2 separate regions of the Mus musculus genome follow, and region 2 is linked to region 1. A link is a contact called in public targeted proximity ligation data. All regions are on one chromosome and are shown on one strand. The core of a region is the stretch at or near the end of the contact, and the rest is flanking DNA. Distances in the headings are between cores, read along the strand shown. Region 1 has its middle 8.8 kb from the start of Gm50340. Region 2 overlaps Vps37c (vacuolar protein sorting 37C).

What was found.
Region 2: a targeted proximity ligation map of pancreatic cancer cells shows a contact between it and region 1. A contact is called at or near these places in 1 of 39 promoter capture datasets (liver) and 1 of 130 datasets of targeted methods (pancreatic cancer cells).

Annotation. Positions count from the first base shown.
Region 1 is chr19:9,906,602-9,910,322 of GRCm38.p6, forward strand. No RefSeq gene overlaps it. Among named protein-coding and RNA genes, the nearest start is that of Gm50340, 8.8 kb to the left of the region's middle.
Region 2 is chr19:10,707,844-10,711,564 of GRCm38.p6, forward strand. It overlaps Vps37c (vacuolar protein sorting 37C), which reads left to right. Exons shown (of 5, transcript NM_181403.3): 3 at 2,427-2,598; 4 at 3,428-3,510. Among named protein-coding and RNA genes, the nearest start is that of Vps37c, 21 kb to the left of the region's middle.

The DNA of each region.
Region 1 (3,721 bases), core at 635-3,134:
GTTTTGGATGTGGTTACCACTGTAGTTTGGAGTTTTCCTTCTAGTGCTTCCTGTAGGAATGGATTTGTAGATAGATAATGCTTTAATTTGGTTTTCTCATGAAATATCTTATTTCCTCCATCTATTGTGATTGCTGGTACATCAGTCTGGACTGGCATCTGTGATCTCTTTCAGTCTGCAGCACATCTGCCCTGGCCCTTCTGGAGAGTCTCAGTCAAGTATATTTCTAATAGGTCTGCCTTTATATAGTACTTAGTCTTTTTCCCTTGCAGCTGTTAATATTCTTTCTTTGTTCTATACATTTAGTGTTTTAATTATTATGTGCTGAGAGAACTTTCTTTTCTGGTCCAGTCTATTTGGCATTGTGCGTGCTTCTTGTACTTTGATAGGCATCTCCTTCTTTACATTAGGGAAAATTTCTTCTATAATTTTGTTGAAAATACTTTCTGTGCCTTTGTCTTAGTCAGTGTTTTCTTGCTGTGAAGAAACATCATAACCACAGCTATTCTTATAAAGGAAAGCATTGAATTGGGGCTGGCTACAGTTTCAGAGATTTAATCTATTGTCATCATTGTGGAAAGCATGGCAACATCCAGACAGACATGATGCTGCGAGTTCTACATCCAGACATACGTGATGATGAGAGTTCTACATCCAGACAGACATGATGCTGCGAGTTCTACATGCAGATCTGTAGGGAGCGTGGAGTGACAGAGATAGGGGGAATAAAACAAATTAAAGTTTTTCTTTTTTTGGTGTTTTTTTGTTTTGTTTTGTTTTGTTTTTGTTTTTGATTTTGATTTTCAAGACAGGGTTTCTCTGTGTAGCCCTGGCTGTCCTGGAACTCACTCTGTAGACCAGGCTGGCCTCAAACTCAGAAATCCACCTGCCCCTGCCTCCCAAGTGCTGGGATCAAAGGCGTGCGCCACCATGCCCGGCTTTTTTTTTTTTTTTTAGCAATGCTTTTTTAATATTTTGTCTTATTTATTTATGTATATGAGTGCTCTGTCTTTCTATTTGTCTGCAGGACAGAAGAGGGCATCAGATCCCATTATAGCTACTGTGTAGGTGCTGGGAATTGAACTCAGGACCTCTGGAAGAGCAATTAGTGCTCTTAACCACTGAGCCATCTCTCCAGCCCACAAATTATTTTTAATATATGTACTTCGTTAACTAATCCAGTGCCTGTATTTCTCTACTTTATGCTAGCCTCCCCCCCCAAAAAAAAAAAAAAACAGAGAAACCAAGATGTATTTAAAAGTGTACCTAAATCTCTGAGCAGCTAAATGATCTTAATCCCTAATCTGGCTGCCTCCCAGCCATGGCCCCAATAGACTGCTTCTTCTTATTGGTCTGTGTAGTGGCTATTCCTGGTTGTCAACTTGACAATATTTGGAATGAACTACAATCCGGAATTGGAAGGCTCACCAGTGACCCTTATCTTGAGGCTTGGAGATCCTTATCTGGATCTTGGTTTGGAGATCTTGAGCCATAGTGGCTATGGATTCCAGAAGATTGAATCTCCGAGTTTAAGGAACATACCTTTAATCTGGGCTACACCTTCTGCTGGAGACAATATAAGGACATTGGAAGAAGGGAGTCTAGCTCTTGCTCCTTCGCCTGCTTGCTGCGTGAGACTGAGTAACTGCTAGATCCTTGGACTTCCATTCACAGCTGCGACTGAACAATTGTTGGGAATTGGGCTGCCGACTGTAAGTCATCAATAAATTCCTTTACTATCTAGAGACTACCCATAAGTTCTGTGACTCTAGAGAACCCTGACTAATACAGTCTTGCTCTTGGAGCTTCAGGTATGTTTCTGTGCTCTCTCTGGACCCCTTCCTCATGGCTCCAGTTTCTTCATCCTCCTGGCTTATCTCAGTCTCCCTCTCTCCTTTTCTGCTCTCTCTGGCAGGCAGATATCCAGGCCTATTCTTCCTTCTGCCCAGCCATTGGGTGATCAGCATTTATTGACAAGGCAGAAAATAAATGATAAGAACTGTTTACACAAACTTGAGTCAGACATTACAAATGCTATGTCTGGATTGAAACAGGCTATGAAGGCAGAGAAATCAGCATTTGAGTAACACAAGGATTACTTTACAAAGCAGCTTGGTAGATAAAAGCTTTGTGCCTCAGAGGCATTCAAATGTATGAGCCATTTCATTTTGTCTTCTCTTCTTTTGTTTTGTTTTGTTTTGTTTTGTTTCTGATTTTTTCAAGACGGGTTCTCTGTGCAACCCTGGCTATCCTGGAACTCTGTAGACCAGGCTGGGCTCAAACTTAGAGACAGCTGTCTACCTCTGCCTCCCAAGTGCTGGGATTTTGTTTTTCTTTTGGTTTAGCATTTTCTTTGATTGAGGCTCCATTTCTTGTATCATATCTTCAACACCTGAGAGTCTCTCTTCTAGCTTGTGTGTTCTGGTGGTGAGCTTCTGTTTGAGTTCCTGCATTTTTCATTTCCAGATTTCCCTCAGGTTTTTTTTTTAATTGATTCTATGTTCACTTCCAGGTCTTAAGCTGTTTTACTCATTTTCTTCCACTGTTTGTGTTTTCATAGATGTCTTTAAAGGATATTTCATTTTCTTGATCATACTCATAAAGGCTATCTTAATGTCTTTTTCTTGTGCTTCAGTTGGTTTGCAGTTCCCCAGGGCTGCTGTGGTAGGGTGGTTTGGCTCTAGTGGAGACATATTGTCCTGGCTGATGCTGTGTTATTATGCTGGTGTCTCGGCATCTGGGTTTGGGAAGATTGTAGCACTAGGTGCTGATATCTGGTCTTGTCTTTGTTGAGTGAGTGTTTTGTTCCTTGGTTGCTGTTGACCTATCTGGTTCTTAGGAGAATGTGGTGGCTGTCTGATGCCTGGTAGGAAAATTCTTCTGATAGGTGTGACCACTCGGGGATCTCAAGTAAGATGGGTTCCTAGGTATTGAGAGCTATCACGTAGGAATGAGCTGGGGGCGGGGAGCTACAGGATGGATTCACAGGAGAGAGAAAGACAGGAAAGCAGCGCATTCCACCAGCATCTGCTTAGTCCCTCGGGACTGGGGGGAAGAGAGTGAGGAGAGGTAGTCCACTAGAGAGCTGGGGATGAGTCTGGGGGAAAGGGTGAAGATCTTCAGTTATCCTACCTGCTTCCCTGGAGAGAATAAGCTTTTCTTCTTTTTTTTTTTTTTTTTTTTTTTTTTTTGAAGAGTCTCTATAGCCTAGGCTGCTCTGGTACTAGACATCTTTATGTTGCACCTTTCCGGGCTCTGTAATGAAATGTGTCCAACCCCACAACCAACAAATAAGCTTTAAATTTTAGTTTGTTAATGGGACAGTATGAAGCCTTTAGAAAATGAAATTCTACCATTCTACAGCACTGACAAACCTTGAGGACATTTTGCTACTATAACTAAGTCACGAACAGATAAATATCTGTAGTATTCTTATGTAAGGTCTCATAAGTAGCTTATTTAAAAAGTAGACCAATAGCCGGGTGTGGTGGCGCACGCCTTTAATCCCAGCACTTGGGAGGCAGAGGCAGGTGGATTTCTGAGTTCGAGGCCAGTCTGGTCTACAGAGTGAGTGCCAGGACAGCCAGGTCTACACAGAGAAACCCTGTCTCTGAAAGATCCTGACAAAATATAAAATATAAAAGGTCACAGAAGCCCTGAAATTGGCAAAATAGATTTCATTGTTAGCAGAACTAGCTTCACTGATTTAGATAAATAGAGG
Region 2 (3,721 bases), core at 433-2,932, 800 kb after region 1:
TTGCAGATTTCCTACGTCTTGGCCCTTGAAATGTTTTGCATAGATTTACTAGTTAGATATCCACAATATAAAAAAACCCACAAATTCCAAGACATTCTGAAATCCAGAATTCCCTGAGTGTCACGTAGGCTTTTTGAAATCTAGAACAAGAGTGTCACTGATAGCTGTCTCTGCATCTTAGATTTTGTGTTGCTGGATGTTTGCCATTGAACTCCAAGGGTCTCCTCTTTTTATTGTGTCCTATCTCTGTGCACACACATATCTGTGCATGAATGCCACATCACAAGTGTGGAGGTCAAAGGACAGCTTTCAGGAGTTGGTTCTCTCCTACCATTTGGAGCCAAGGGTTCAAACTCAGGTCAGTCAGGCTTAGCAGCAAGCATCTTTGCTTACTGAGCCATCTTTTTAGCCCTAAGTATTTCTTCAGCCAACAGTGAGCAACAGGATGGTAAGGGGTTCCTAGTCTTGTCCCTGAAGGGAGTGGAGCTCAGCAAAAGCAAGCCCAGCTCTTGGGAGTTCATTGCTTCCAAGCTGAGCAAGCCTTCAGCCCTATGGAAAAGCACAACCTCCCGGAGATGTAAGGGATGCAGCTTCCTGGCCAAGGGCAGATTGAACCTTCTCTGTAGCCATGTTTGAGCAAATGAGTTGAATTCTCTGAGGGGAAAAAATACTCACTGTGGGACAGACAGAAACAAAGTAAGGCAAGCTACTTACTCTCTCAGAAAGCCTTTAGCTGTCTGTCTGTCTATCTGTCTGTCTGTCATAGCTGTAAGGCAGTAATTGTGTCATGTGGGGCTGGCAGAAGAGAAAGGTGGTGGGAGTGTTCATCTCTGTAGAGAGGGAGCTGTGCAGCTCTCCTGGCCTCATAGGGTGTTAGTAAGAGATGGGCTCCAGGGTAGGGAGAGGGTGGCACAGCACAGATGTAGTGCTTCAGACCCAGGGAAAAGCCGTGGACAGGTAAGGATGCCAAGGGTGTGGCCAGGAAGGGCAGGCCCTACACTCAGAGGTGGCCACACAAGTGTCCCTGGCGTTTTCTTTCCTTTTCTTTTTTAACACTGTATTTTTTGTTATATGTATAGGCATGTCTGGTGTGGGTTTGTGCATGTTTGGTGCAGTGCCTTTGGAGGCCAGAGAGTCTGTTAGATCCCCTGGAGCTGAAGTGGCAGATGGTGTGAGCCACTTGACGTGGGTCCTGGGAACTGAACTCGGATTCTTTAGATGAGCAGTATGCGTTCTTAATTGTTGAGCCGTCCTCCAGCCACCTTGGCTAACAGTCACACATAGCAGTTTCTCTGCTCCTGTGCCAGTGAGCTTGTCCAGGGGCTCAATGGCGTTTCTGGCTGGACAGCAGGCAGTCCAGGTAAAGGGGTTCTAACCCTGAGCCCGGACTCCCTTGTCTGTGCAGGAGGTAACTGGCAGCACTCCTCTTTCCAATAGGCTGCAGCCTGCTGTAACTACAGGGCTCGAGGCCCTGAGCAGGGGTCAGAGCAGGGTGGCTCTTCTGGAAACCCCTTGTCCAGGATGCCCCCTGGCTTCCTGGGGCTGTTCTAGTGGGAGCCCATCTGGCCTGGTGTGCCACATGCTGGCCAAGGTGGAAGGAGAAGCTCTGTGTTGTTGATCCCTTCGGTCCCCGTGGAAGCTGGCCCTGACCTGTTCCCTAACTTCTGTGGCCAGTGCTGAGCCCCCTCTGCTGGTGCCATGTGGTACTGCGATGCGATGGTGGCCCTGTCTCCAGCTCTCCTTTCGGTGAAGCAGATGGTAGCCCGCTGGGCAAGGTTCCAAGGCTGCTTCTGCCTGACTGGCAGTTAACAAGGGGCCTGCATGAGGGCTCCATTTTGCTGGCTAGGGAAGCATTTTCAGCAGGCAGCATTGAGGGACTATCTATAGCTCTGTGGGCTGTTTGACCTGGGAGGCGGGGATATCTGTCCTGCTCAGTGGCTTGGGCTACAGGGCCTCCCTCCCTAATACCTTTGGGACCTCAGATATTTCTAGCTTCTGGTCTGGCCTGGGTCACCTTCATTCTCCCTAGCAGCCTCTCATGTGTATGCATGCATGGTGTGTGTGTCCATGTGTCTTTTTCACTTGGGGCTAATGGTGGGGACTCTGGGTTTCATCCCTCCCACTGGAGTGGTCTCCTTCAGCTGTGGCCTGCACAGCACAGAACCACTTGCAGGTACTTGTCTATTGGGAAGCCGTGGTTAGGTGGTTAGCCTTGCTGCCTGTTTCCCATGTGTCATTCTCACAGGCTCTCCGGATCAGGATGTGGTGAGGTACCTGGGTCACAATGCCTGCATAGCCTTTAAACCCAGGCTTCTGTGACTGGTTGAGGGCTGAGCGCCAAGCTGAGCAGTGAGTCCAGGAGCACCCCCTGCTGGAGGCTGACCAGTTACAGTTAAGCTCATTGTCAGTTGTCCTGCTTTCCTTAGGTTCAGGACCTGCAGTTAGAACGAGAGATGGCACTGGCCACGAACCGGAGCCTGGCAGAGCAGAACCTGGAGTTCCAAGGTCCCCTGGAAATCAGCCGCTCTAACCTCTCAGACAAATACCAGGAGCTGCGGAAGCTTGTGGAGCGGTGCCAGGAGCAGAAAGCCAAGCTGGGTAGGGACAGCCGACCACAGACAAGCACTCTGGCCATCTCCCCTGCTGATTGATACTTCTGTTCAAAGGAGGACGAGGGAGGCAGCTGGAATACTAAGGATGCTTAGATACCCAGAATCGGAGAGGGCCAGCAGCCATTGTAGCCACTGTGCTTTGCATGTTTTTACATGATAATAAGCAAATAAGCAAAAGTGTAGGTACTGTAGTTAGTCTAAATGTTTGAGTATTTATATTTATTGTATACCCTGGTGATAATTTTCATAGTATTAAAAATGTCCTGAACTTACTATTTTTATAGATGAGGAAAACAAGGCTGGAGCCGGCCGAGGGCTTGCCTGAGGTCATCCCACCAGAGTGAGATGGAGTTGGGATTTGCAAGCATAGCCTTTAAGAGCTGAGCATCTCTCTAGCCCTGGAATGGGATTTGAATCTAGGCAGTCAGTATGTTTCACTGCCTCTGCCAACTTAGCCCCGAGCCTTGCAGAGCTGACCTAGGCCCTGTGAGGTAGGAAGGCTTCCTGGATGGCTGTGCCCTTGGCAGCTGCTTGGCCAAGACCTGAGCTTGTCCCTCAGCTCCTCTTCACCAAGATGGTGAACGCCTACATGAACCAAAAGGACCCCACAGAACCAGCTGCAGGGACTCTCTCTCCACTGGGGCCTGTTGTGGCTGAGTCCTGAGTGCTCACAGAACCAGCAGCAGGGACTCTATCTATAGTGGCTAGGCCCAAGCACACAAAGGGCATGTCACATGTCTTCCCTGAAATCAGGGTCCTCAGCTTTAATTAAAGCAGTGCTTTTGAAATGTCGACCTCTCTGCCCTTCCTTCCAGAGAAATTTTCCTCGGCACTGCAGCCTGGGACCTTGTTGGACCTTCTGCAGATCGAAGGCATGAAGATCGAGGAGGAGTCTGAGGTGAGGTGGGGAGTGGCATCCTAATCCCTTGAACGGTGGTGGGCCTCGGAGTCAGGTCTCAGGTGAGACCAAGAACCATAGAGCAGAAGGGTTTGGAGTGCGGCTTGAGTAGATGGCACTGGGGTGCTGGTAGACACACTGATGGCAGGACAGGATAGGAACACGTTCTAAGGCCCCGGTAAACACTTGAAAGCAGCCAGCACTCTCTTCT